Regions from separate parts of the Sus scrofa genome. Here region 1 is linked to region 2. Evidence: chromatin contacts called from public Hi-C data. All regions are on one chromosome and are shown on one strand. The core of a region is the stretch at or near the end of the contact, and the rest is flanking DNA. Distances in the headings are between cores, read along the strand shown.

Region 1 (5,729 bases), core at 262-2,761, 1.1 Mb before region 2:
CCTCCTCGGACTGTCACTGTTATTATCTAGTACCTTAGATCAGAAACTTATAGACGTTCCCATCGTGGCACAGTGGTTAACGAATCCTCAGTGGTTAACGGAATCTGACTAGGAACCATGAGGTTTCGGGTTCAGTCCCTGGCCTTGCTCAGTGGGTTATGGATCCAGCATTGCCTTGAGCTGTGGTGTAGGTCGAAGATGTGGCACGGATCCCGCATTGCTGTGGCTCTGGCATAGGCCAGTGGCTACAGTTCCAATTAGACCCCTAGCCTGGGAACCTCCATATGCCTCGGAAGTGGCCCTAGAAAAGGCAAAAAGACAAAAAAAAAAAAAAAAAAAAAAGAAAGAAACTTGTAGATAACTTAGACTCATTCTTCTTCACATCTTGTTAAATGTCCCCACCATTTACCCCGGCACCCATACTAGAAACTTGGCCTACTTGTCTTTCCCTCACTCAGTGCTGTCAACTCTACTACCTCAACAGTGCTCACCTCTATCCCTTCCTCTGCCTATTCCCACTGCCAATGCTTTGGTTAAGCCTCTGACCACTTCTTATGTGGAGTACAGCTATGACCTCGTAATGGTCTTCTGCCTCAAGCTTTGCTCTTTCTGTCCATTTTCACTTGCATACCTTTACTCACGAAACTTTGTCTGGAATTAAGCATGCTTTCCAGTTATTGTCTCCAAATCCCCACACCCCGGACCTCCAGTTTGCCCACAGATCAAGCAGAATTGACTGTCCAACAAGCAGGATCAGATTTGTACCTAGGTTTCCCTGACTCCAAAGTCCAGGCTCTTAACTGCTCTTGCCCGACTGTTTTCTCTTATAAAAAAGATGTTTTAAAGTCCAGTGAGCCTTATACTTTAAAAACACCTTTGCATACATTATTTTCTTTTAGCCGCACAATTCTCCAACGTAGGCAGAATGGGTAGTTATCCTCATTTATAAAATGAGGAAACAGTCTGGGGAATTAGGCCAGGTCCGTCACACGCTGCTGCTAGTGAACGAGTGTCATTCAGCGGTCTTCCACATTAGCCGTGCACTCAGCCCCTTCTGGTCCCAGTCTTTGGAGAGACTTCCTGAACGCTGCAGAACTGGCCGTGGTGTCCTCCCAACTCTGGACAAGGCCGCTGCTCTTTCCACGGGCGCCCCAGCGATTGCGACAGGGACCTTCCCACTTGCAGTGACGCAATCAGTTACGCCAAACAGTGACGTACACTGACATGACTTACCCTGAGCCAGGTGCCGGCAGGACGGCCACACCCTGGGGCCCCCTACTCTAGAGGGCAGCGGGTCTCGCGGGTGGGGTAAGCCGCAAAACCCGCGGGAGGTAACTCCGGGTCCTAAATCCCCGGATCCCGCGGGCCCGCCACCGATCGGTTGCTAAGTGACGCCAGCGCGCAGAGGCGCGTGCGCGGCCACGGCGGTGTGCGTGAGAGCGGACGCGCGCCGCGGCGGCGGCGGTGGCGAGGACGGCGGTGACGGCAGCGGCCGAGGGGGCGGTGGCTACGAGGGGGGTGCGAAGCGGGCGGAAGAGGCGTCTGTGCCCGCGGCGAGGTCGCAGAGGAACATCGTGGGAGTGAGTAGCCGCGGCCTCGCTGGGGAGGTGGGGCCTGGCCGCACCTGCTGCGCGGGCCCGGGGCGCGGGGACGCGCTCCCCTCCATGCCCCGCAGCCGCTTTCTCCGGGGGCGGGGAAGGAGCGGGGACAGAGCGGGGACGGGGGCTGACGAGGGTCAATTCTTGGGCGCGGGCGCTCTGGCAAGCGGCAGCCGGGGATCAGCGAAGCCTCTTTAGTCCTGAAAGGTGTCGTGGGGAGCAGGCGTCGGGGTGGGGCGGTGGTTCGGGGTGGCTCTGCCAGGCTTCGGACCGAGAAGTCGGAATCCCGAGAAGCCCGGGTTCCCGGAGTAGCCTCACCTGCTGCCCCTCGAGACCTGGCCGAGGCGGAACCGGGGACGCTGTGATTGGGGTTCGGAAAGTTTGGCATTGCTGGGGCCTTCAACGCCCCTGCCCTGGCTGGGCCCCGAGGAGGAGAGGGTTGTTATGGAGAGAGTTGTGAATCTGTGCCTGCGTGCGGCATCAGACACACCCACGACCTGGGGAAGGCGATCTGTCAGTGTAGAGGGGGCGGCCAACCTGTTGCCTGGTGTTTCCAACTTCATGGGTGTGTGCACGTGTTTAATGCACGCACAAAACTTTGGCGGCCCTGAGCATTTTTATCACATTGTTGCTGCAGATTTTGAAGCCAAGGGACAGATAGCCATCTATGGTTCTTCTTCCTATACTCAAATCACCTGTTTTATTTCCCTAAACTATGTTGCTCTTCTGTCATTATTAGGGCCAAGGAAGTGTGGAGGCGGTGGTTTTTGTTTTTCTTAAAAGTAATGGAGGCTTGCTGTTTACTAGGCAGAAAATACAGATTCTGTTCGGCGTGTGGGCTAGAAAATGTAGATGGTCTTACAAGCTTGATTGGAAAGGTGCAGCTAATTATCAGTCCAGTGCTTTCTTCTTGATGCGCTGGACTCCCTCGTGGGTAGATGTGTGATGGGTGTAGTGACCATGCTTGGGAGAATGGAGTATGGGAGGTAGAAAAGCAGTCAGCCTTTTCTGACTGTTGATGAAGGCAGTGCCTAGAACCGGCAGAAAGAGACTATACTGACATTTAATCATGATTTGTGCAGGAAATTAAAAAAAAACAACTTGTAACTTTCCATTTAGCGTTAAAATTCTGTGATTCAGTTGCATCACTGAGGATCTGTAAAGTATGTTGCTTGAGGTTCTTTCATCTTGGAACCAGTGACAACCTTGCTCCGTTACTTGGAATTCAGTATCTTGCGCGCTGAAATACAATACCTTTTAGGACAGAAATCATGTTTGTTTTCTTCAGGGCCATATCTCTAGTACCTACGAAAGTGCCTGCCACAGGATAGGCACGTAATAAATATTTATTATATATGACACCACGGATAAGTCATGGGTCAGTGTATAGCAAGCATTTAACTCAGTCCTTCAAGTAGTTAATACCTTTGTCCCCTCTGCCCGTTATTATGCTATATGTGGGAAGAGGATTGTGGGATTACAAATGACATAAAAGACCTGTTTTTTTTTTTTTCCCCCTTTAAAAGCAAACAGTCTAGCTAGGAAAATAAAACATGTAATATAATTATGAAACCAAATGAGGTGTGTAAACAGGTGTTATGTGAAATGCTATACTTTTGAGTGTAGTAGAAGTTTAGAAGAGATAAGACTTGTGGGCTGAGTGAGTGAATTCTTTGGGAGAGGTAAGATTTGATCTTGTCTTTGTCATTTTTCTTTTTCTTTCTTTTTTTTTTTTTTTTGCCTTTTCTAGGGCAGAGAACTAGACTTCTGTCTTCTTTGGGAAGCTGGGTGCCAGTGTTCCTGGATTTTCTTTTTTTTTTTTTTTTGGCTGTCCTGTGGCATATGGAGGTTCCCAGGCTAGGGGTCTAATCGGAGCTGTAGCCACCGGTCTATGCCAGAGCCACAGCAACTCGGGATCCAAGCTGAGTCTGCAACCTACACCACAGCTCATGGCAATGCCGGATCCTTAACCCACTGAGCAAGGCTAGGGATTGAACCCGCAACCTCATGGTTCCTAGTCGGATTTGTTAACGATTTGGAACTCCTGATCTTGTCTTTGAAAGAAGTGTGAAATTTCTCTTAGAGAAGAGATAGTCGTATGTTGAGAAAACTGTGAATTTGGTCATTGGGTGATATATTGAGGCACTTTACATGTCCTATGAGTGGAGCAGAAGTCTCTGATAGGGGAGATTTGGGAAGATAAGGTTTAGCAGGTGGGGAAGGGCAAGTATTAAGACTAAGGCAGGTTTATCACCATTCCACTGATAACAAGATAGAGCCTGCTTGAGAGGGGTGGGAGTTGTGTTACTCAAAGTAGAGTCTTAGACAAGACTAAGTGTTATCTTTACTTAAAATGAAAGGATATTGTAGTTAAACCAGAATCAGATTGAACCAAATACTGTAGTTGAACCAAATCAGAGGTACAATATACCTCTGATTTCAGTTACTAATTAGAATAAATGCCTCACTAATGTGTCTGTATCTTCTGTACTTAGTCAGCAGCGCATGTCCTCATTTCTAAAATCTACCTGATGTGCTTGGGCTGATCCATTGGAAATTTCCTGAAATGATGTACCCAAAGCAATTATCCAGCCACTCTCGGTGACACAGTTTTGCTTAGGATTATCTCCTTTAGTGGCCTATGAAGTTTGTAGTTACCGCTGACCTTGTAAAAATACAAATAATGTTAGCTGGAAAAGGGTCATTTGAAGAAAGGGTGCTCAAAAATATTGACAAAAAGATTTGAGAAAGTTAAAGGTGCTGTTGCTAAATATTGAACCCTTAGTCTTCATCTTTTGTTAAGTGAGCATTCTTTTGACTGTTGCATAAACCTGAAGTTGTATTGCCAACCTTTGTAATGTTGCAACACCAAATGTTGCATTATTTAATAACTCAGCAAATATTTATTGGGTGCTGGCTAGGAAGACAAAGAATAAAATGCAGTATACCTGAGTTACCAGGAATTCATGAGAGGAGACAAACACTAATCATAATTTTTATGAGAAGAGTTCATCACTCTTTTTTTTTTTTTTGTCTTTTTAGGGTCTGCAGCATATGGAAGTTCCCAGGCTGGGGGTTGAATTGGAGCTGTAGCCGCCAACCTACACCCCTACACTGCAGCTCACAGCAATGCTGGGTCCTTAACCCTCTGATTGGGGCCAAGGATCATACCTGCATCCTCATAGATACTAGACAGATTCAGTACTGCTGAGCCACAAGAGGAACTCCAGGTTCATCACTTTTAAACACAGCATTGTAAATCAGCCACACTTCAATTAAAAAAAAGTGTTACTGGAGTTGGCTCAGCGGGGTAAGAACCTGACTAGTATCCACTAGAACGCGAGTTTGATCACTGGCCTCTCTCACTGCAGCTCCTACTCGACCCCTAGGCTGGCAACTTCCATGTGCTGCAGGTGGGGCCCTAAAAGAAAAAAGTTACCACTTTTGGGATGAATAAAATGCTGAAGGAGTAGTCACTTTGGCAGGGGGATGAATTATAGAGTTGGGGAAAACTTTAAATATAAGAGGGTGGAACTTAGCCCTGAAGTTGAACTCGTATTTTGCGATGTAGGAAAGGGAAAGCAGTCATTCCAGGCAGAGAGGAGAGCATAGACAAAGTTGCCAAATGTTGAAATTGAATGAGAGTTTTGGAAAACCTTGGATTGTTTTTTGTAGGCTTCTTGTATGGCAGAAGTGATGATGCTGGCAAGGGATAGTTGGAGCTAAATTATAAGTGGGCCCTCCATTCCAAAAAACCTAGACTCCCTCCTTCTAACTCTACCTCTGTGTTGGTGATGGAGAGCTTTGGAAGATAGAATAATCAAAACATTAACTGGCAGTTTCATATGCAGAATTGCATGACAAAGGAGAGGTTGGGAGACCAGGTAGGATGCAGGTGAGAGAGGCTGGGAGCCTGAAGAGAGACAGTGGGAATGGGTGGCTTGTAGAGATATTTTAGATGTTAAAATTTCTAAATGTTTTGAACAGCTGGAGGTGAGACAGAGAAGTCAAAGGTGACATGTCTAGCTTGAGTAAGTGGTGTTTATGAGGACATTAAGTTAGAAAATACAGGAGAAGGAACAGACCAACAGTGGAGGGAAGAAATTATGGCATGTTGGTCCATTAGGTAAC
Region 2 (6,429 bases), core at 2,060-4,559:
GGATTCTTCCTAAGAGACTTGAGAGGGAGAATGGCCCTGCCAGCACCTTGATTTTAGACTTCTAACCTCCAGAAGTGTGGAAAATAAATTTCTGTTGTCTTAAGCCACCCAGTTGGTGGTATTTTGTTATAGCAGCCCGAGGAAATTAATACAGCTGGCAAGTCAAGGCAAATGCAAAGGGAGCCACCTCCAATTGTCTGGTATCTCAGGCAAGCTTCAAGACACACACTTTATAATTTCTCACAGAAAGCACCTTTGGAAACTGTGAACATCTACAACCCTAAAAAACAGGCAAAGCAAAGTGCTAGTTTCAACCAGACCAGTGAAATCCTTAGAGCTTAATATAAACAGTGAATACAGGATGCTCCAATTCATTTGGATGTGTTTCTGACCATTAACTACTAAGAAAATTGAGGAAACAGAATGCAAAAACCTGAGGGGAATGAGAGCAGATCACCGCAGCAAAGAGCCCAGCCCTGTGATAGAGCCCCAGGATCATTAACAGCATTAAGAGCACAGGGCCCTCGATGCTCACCACTACTTCCACCTGGATTAAGGGAGCAAGAGAGTGTCACCTGCTGAAGGACCAGCAACAGAATTAAGACACAGCGGCCCAAATTCCAATTTTTTAGTTAAAACAAGTTCCCCACTCTTTGCAGGAGGATGGTAGAAGGGAAGAGAGTCTGCCGCCAATATCTCTGTAGCATTTGCCTAATTTTCCTCAAGGGGCCGTGGACAGTATTCTGCCCAAGTCAGGCATCAGGGATTCAAACAACCAGACAGTCAGTGGCCTCTGACCACACAGGTAGGCTTACCTTTTGCCGCATGATTGACTGAGGAGGGAGGTTCATCATCAGACGTAGAGCTGAGGCTCAGAGCAAGCTCTGCAACTCTTTTCTTCTGTTTCTTGATAGGGGCAGTGCATTCTGGATCATTTCTCCTCTTCATTGTTACTGCAACCACAAATCCAGATAGTCAGCTGCCCTTGTCAGAGCCACAAGGCTCACAGCAGGGACTCCAAAATACAAACCATCAATGGGATGAAAGCTGGCAACCCCAAACAGCTTGCAGTGCCAGCACTTGAGTAGCTTCTTCCTCAGAATGAGGTCCAAGAAGGACACTAGCCAAGCTCTGATTGAAAAATGTGGAATTTATTGGATAATGTGGTGTTCACAGACCCAGAAGCCCCTGGGCCACTGGTGTTAGATACCAAAGTCATAGATCAACTCCACAAGCCATAGAGGGAAAAACACCATAGGCGGTTGTTATTCTACATTTTTCATACAACATTGCCCATGTGTGACACCACTGTACAATGGAAATTAACTGTGAAAGCTAATGACTATCCACAAATATTTCCAGAGTTCCCAGCCGTAGTGCTGTAGGTTAGGAATCCAACTTCAGCAACTCTGGGTGTTGTAGAAGCATGGGTTCAATCTCTGACCAGGTGCAGTGGGTTAAAGGACAGTATTGCCCTAGCTGTAGCTCAGGTTGAAGCTTTGGCGCAGATTCAGTCCCTAGCCTGGGAACTTCTATATGCTTACGAGTGTGGCCATAAAATGAAAATATATTTCCAGATTGAGAAGACCATCCTAGAATGACTGCTCTCATCACTATTATTATTGTACCAGGACAATTGAGAGATTACACAGTATGATACAAATACTGGGTTTTGATTTACTTCAGGATGTTTAAAACATGGAAGAATTGGGAAATTTTTTAAACAGAGTAAGGAATGGAAGCTGTGGTTGACTTAGGACCGAGAAAACAGAAGAATGGGAAAACTAGTGGGACCGGAGATAGCCTATCCTAGGACCTATGTACCGAAACAATAATTTTAAGGACAAGAACCCCACGTCCACAAAAAAGAATGGAAACAGCAAAGGCACCATGTCACCATCATCCATGCCCATGAGTAAGCATGAGAGGAGGGCATGAAGGGGGAAAAAAATGAGATGAAATAAAGTGATGATGAGATTCCTGAAAGCTTAATGAACGATCAAATTAAAGAAAAAGCAAAAGTAGAAGTGAATACAGTGTGGTTTACACTCTACTGTTTGCTGTAAGAGAACTCAGAAAAGAGAAAGTACTCAAAACAGGTGGGTGACCACCTGGGCTGCAATTCCTTGGTAGAGGAGAGGTGCATGGGTCACAGCAGCGAGAGAGTGATGAGATCCAAAGATACCACTGATCCCTTCATGATTCAAACATGAATCACCTTTCACTTCTCTCCAGCTCAAGGATGAGTCGGCTAACCCAACAAAAAAAAATCTCATCCTTCCTAAGGAGGCAGCCTCTTACTAGGGACAGGCAGGAGCTACCCTGGGCCAGTAGAAAGAACGGGAGACCGTTGAATAAACAGAAAGCAAAACCAGGCTGCGCCACATTTCACTTTAAAGGGCGGTCTTAAATTCCCCCCCACCCAAAAAAAAGGCCCCCCAAAAGGCCTATAACTTAAGCAAAAACTGGCCTTCTGATTCTTAGCGACTCTGCGGGAGACTGGAAGCACTCAGTAACTGGGTTTAGGTGGGTGAAAGGAAAGGAGAAGCAGTGTGCGAAAAGCAGGAGACTGATGCTCCTCCCAAACCACCATAGATTTGGGCCTTCCTAAATCACCTCACCCAACCTTCCCCTTTTCCACTACAAAAAAAAACTGAGGCCCGAGAGGGTAAGGCCACACAGCTAACCAGTGCCCAGCTCAAGTGACCTACACAGGGCAAAAGAATGTGTCCTGGCAGGGAACTTCTACGTGGAAGGCAGAAGGCCTGGTTCTACCTGCTGCTCCCCAAGGTTAAGGGTTCAAATTCCCTCTCCAGTCTTCCCTCCCCGGGCCTCGGTTTTGCACTGCCATCCCTATTCATACGGGTAAGAGAAGAGCTCCCATAAACCCCGGGCCAGTCTTCATTTGTAGATAACGTGAGTGTGTGAATGTGTGCGCAAGACGTTTGTCAGCAGCAGCTCGGGCTGCGCGGAGCTGGAGAATTGGGGAGAGGGCGCGGGGGGAAAGGGTATAAGGGAGGAGAGGAGAGAGAGGGGGCGGTGAGGGTCACGACCGCCGGTGGGGGGGCCGAGGCAGCGGCAGAGGAGTGGATGCTGAGCCCGCGCGCCCGCCCGCTCGCTCCCCCCGGGCCGCGCGTCGGCACTCACGCTGAGGGAAGAGGGCGAGCTGCCAAGGAGCGGAGAGGGGGGAATCAGGCCGCCGATGCCGCCGCCACCAGGCCTGGCCCTGCCGCTGCCAGAGCCGCCTCCTCCCTCAGTTTCGCTTCCCCACAAGCCCGCCCGGATCTGCCGGCCGCGCTGTCGCGCTCTGGGTCCCGCCCTGCGGGCCGCGCAGCTTGATGACGTCAGGGCAGCCCACTCCCTCCACCCTCCCGGGCCCAGGCCCCGGGGCAGAGCTCTCGGTTCAGGCCCGCCCCACCCCCTGCCCCCAGGGCAGTCCAGGGCGCCTGCGCAAAAGACCCAGCCCGAACAGGTTATAAAAGCTAAAGTATGCAAGTATCTTTTTCTGCTCTGGGAACGAGAACGGAATTCAACTCAGCTCTCTCTCTCTTTCTTTTTTTTTTCTTTTTTCTTTTTTTGCATTTTAGGGCCGCACCTGCGGTATATGGAAGTTCCCTGGGCCTACACCACAGCCACAGCATCGCAGGATCCAAGCCGTGTCTGCGACCTACACCACAGCTCAAGCAACGCAGGATCGGAAATACACTGAGTGAGGCCAGGGATGGATGGAATCCGCGTCCTCATGGATCCTCCTGGATACTAGTCGGACGTCTTGCTGCTGAGCCACAACAGGAACTTCCAACTCATCTCTCTTAATATCACTATTATTTTGATTTTATAGATCATTTTAATTTTATAGATTAAGACACTTGAGAGCAGAAATTCAGTCTTTTTTTTTTTTTTTAGGCCGCTGGTGGAGGTTCCCAGGCTAGGGGTCGAATTGGAGCTGTTTCGCCAGTCTACACCACAGCCACAGCAACACCAGATCTAAGCTGTGTCTGCGACCTACACCACAGCTCACGGGCAACACCGGATCCTTAACCCACTTAGCAAGGCCAGGGATCAAACCCAAAACCTCATGGTTCCTAGTCGGATTCCTTTCTGCTGCACCATGACAGGAACTCCAGAAACCCAGTCTTCTTGTTCACCGTTGTATCCCCAACGTGCAGCATATGGTACATCCACTGCAGATACGGAACAAAGATCCTGAGGAAAAAAGGAGTGCCACCTATGCCATCTTACCATATGGACACAGATGGCTTCCAATGCCAAACCTCTCTTCCAATCTTCAGACCAACGTAGCCAAAAGTCTTCCGAACATCCCCACTCGGTCACCTCACACCCATAAATTCAGGTCAGACCTTCTGTTCACCCATAAGCCTGCTCTTTTTCCTGTCAGAGTCACCACCATTGGTCCAAACATAAATATGAGGGGGGCCCAACCTTCCTCATTCCCTGTAGGCACCAATATGCACTTACCTACTAATTAATTTACCTACTAATTCTCAAATCTGTCCACTCTTCTCCATTCCCATTGCCACCAATGGTGCAGTCACCCTTTCTCATCAGAATTTCTCCAGTAATCTCCAAATCATTGTGCCTGTCTCCAGCTGGGATCCCTGTAGTGCATTCTCCCCAAAACCAAAGTGATTTAAACAAACAAGCAACTGGAGTTCCTGATGTAGCACAGCAGGTTAAGGACCCGGCATTGTCTCTGCAGCAGCCAGAGTATCTGCTAAGGCTGTCAGTTTGATTCCCAACCCAGAACAGTGGCTTAAAGAGCCAGCATTGCTGCAGCTGCATAGTAGGTCACAGTTGCAGCTAGGATTCCATCCCTGGCTTGTGAACTTCAATCAGCTGCAGGTGAAGCCATTAAAAGAAAAAAAAAAAAAAAAAAAAAAAAAAAAAAAACTGGAGTTCCCATAGTGGCTCAGTGGTTAACAAACCCAACTAACCATGAGGTTTCGGGTTCGATCCCTGCCCTTGTTCAGTGGGTTAACAATCCGGAGTTGCCGTGAGCTGTGGTGTAGGTCGCAGAGGCAGCTCGGATCCTGCATTGCTGTGGCTCTGGCGTAGGCTGGCAGTTACAGCTCCAGTTGGACCCCTAGCCTGGGAACCTCCATATGCTGTGGGAGCGGCCCAAGAAATGGCAAAAAGACAAAAAAAAAAAACAAAAAACAAAGTCCAGTATGTCACTTATTTCTTTCATGGATCATTCCTTTGATGTTGTATCTAAAAATTTATAATCATACCAAAGGTCACCTACGTTTGTGCCAAAGTTCTCTTCTAAAAGTTTCATAATTTTGTGTTTTACAATTAGTTCTATGATCCATTTGGAATTAATTTTTGTGAAAGATGCAAGATCTGTGTCTCTGCTAATTTTTTTTTTTTTTTTTTTTTTTGTCTCCTGTCTTTTTAGGGCCGAAGCCATGGCATATGGAGGTTCTCAGGCTAGGGCTCAAATTGGAGCTACAACTGCCTACATCACAGCCACAGCAACACAGGATCCAAGCCATGTCTGCAGCCTACACCACAGCTCACAGCAATACCGGATCCTTAATCCACTGAGCAAGGCCAGGGATCAAACCCTCATTCTCATGGATACCAGACAGGTTCATTAACTACTAAGCCACGACAGGAACACCTTGGTTCATTTTTTTTCAATTTGGATATCCAGTTGTTCTAGTACTATTTTTTTTTTTTTTTTTTTTTTGTCTTTTTGCTATTTCTTGGGCCGCTCTCGCAGCATATGGAGGTTCCCAGGCTAGGGGTTGAATCGGAGCTGTAGCCACTGGCCTACGCCAGAGCCACAGCAACGCAGGATCCGAGCCGCGTCTGCAACCTACACCACAGCTCACGGCAACGCCGGATCGTTAACCCACTGAGCAAGGGCAGGGATCGAACCCGCAACCTCATGGTTCCTAGTCGGAATCGTTAACCACTGCACCACGACGGGAACTCCATAGTACTATTTTTTGAAAAGACTATCTTTGCTCCATTGTATTGCCATTTCTCCTTTGTCAAAGAATCAGTTGGCTATATTTATGCAGGTCTATTTCTGGGCTCTCTATTTCTATTAATCTATTTGTCTGTTCCTGTGCTACATCTTTTTTTTTCTTTTTTGGCCACCCTGCAGCATATGGAGTTCCCAGGCCAGGGATCAGATCCCAGCTGCAGCTATGACCTATTTCCCAGCTTCGGCAATGCCCGATCCTTTCACCCACTGTGCTGTGCTGGGGATTGAACCTGCATCCTGCTGCTGCAGAGATGCCGCCAAACCACTGTACCACAGCAGGAACTCCCCTTTGCTATATCTTGATCACTGTAGCTTTATAGTCTTCATGTTGGGTAATATCAGTCCTCAAACCTGGTTTTTTTCTTCAATAATATGTTGGCTATTCTGGATCTTTTGTCTATCCACATAAACTT

Evidence for each region. A called contact is a pair of places that touch in the nucleus more often than the background predicts.
Region 1: a Hi-C map of liver shows a contact between it and region 2, with 3 times the contacts expected there. The contact joins the promoter of BTBD9 here to the promoter of CMTR1 in region 2. A contact is called at or near these places in 1 of 5 promoter capture datasets (liver) and 1 of 47 Hi-C or Micro-C datasets (liver).

Annotation. Positions count from the first base shown.
Region 1 is chr7:34,118,379-34,124,107 of Sscrofa11.1, reverse strand. BTBD9 (BTB domain containing 9) reads left to right here and starts at 1,511. Exons shown (of 12, transcript NM_001243303.1): 1 at 1,511-1,580. LOC110261680 (a long non-coding RNA gene) reads right to left here and starts at 1,227. Exons shown (of 5, transcript XR_002346133.1): 1 at 632-1,227.
Region 2 is chr7:32,997,379-33,003,807 of Sscrofa11.1, reverse strand. It overlaps CMTR1 (cap-specific mRNA (nucleoside-2'-O-)-methyltransferase 1), which reads right to left and starts at 3,309. Exons shown (of 25, transcript XM_001924210.5): 1 at 3,148-3,309; 2 at 816-953. The coding sequence starts at 948.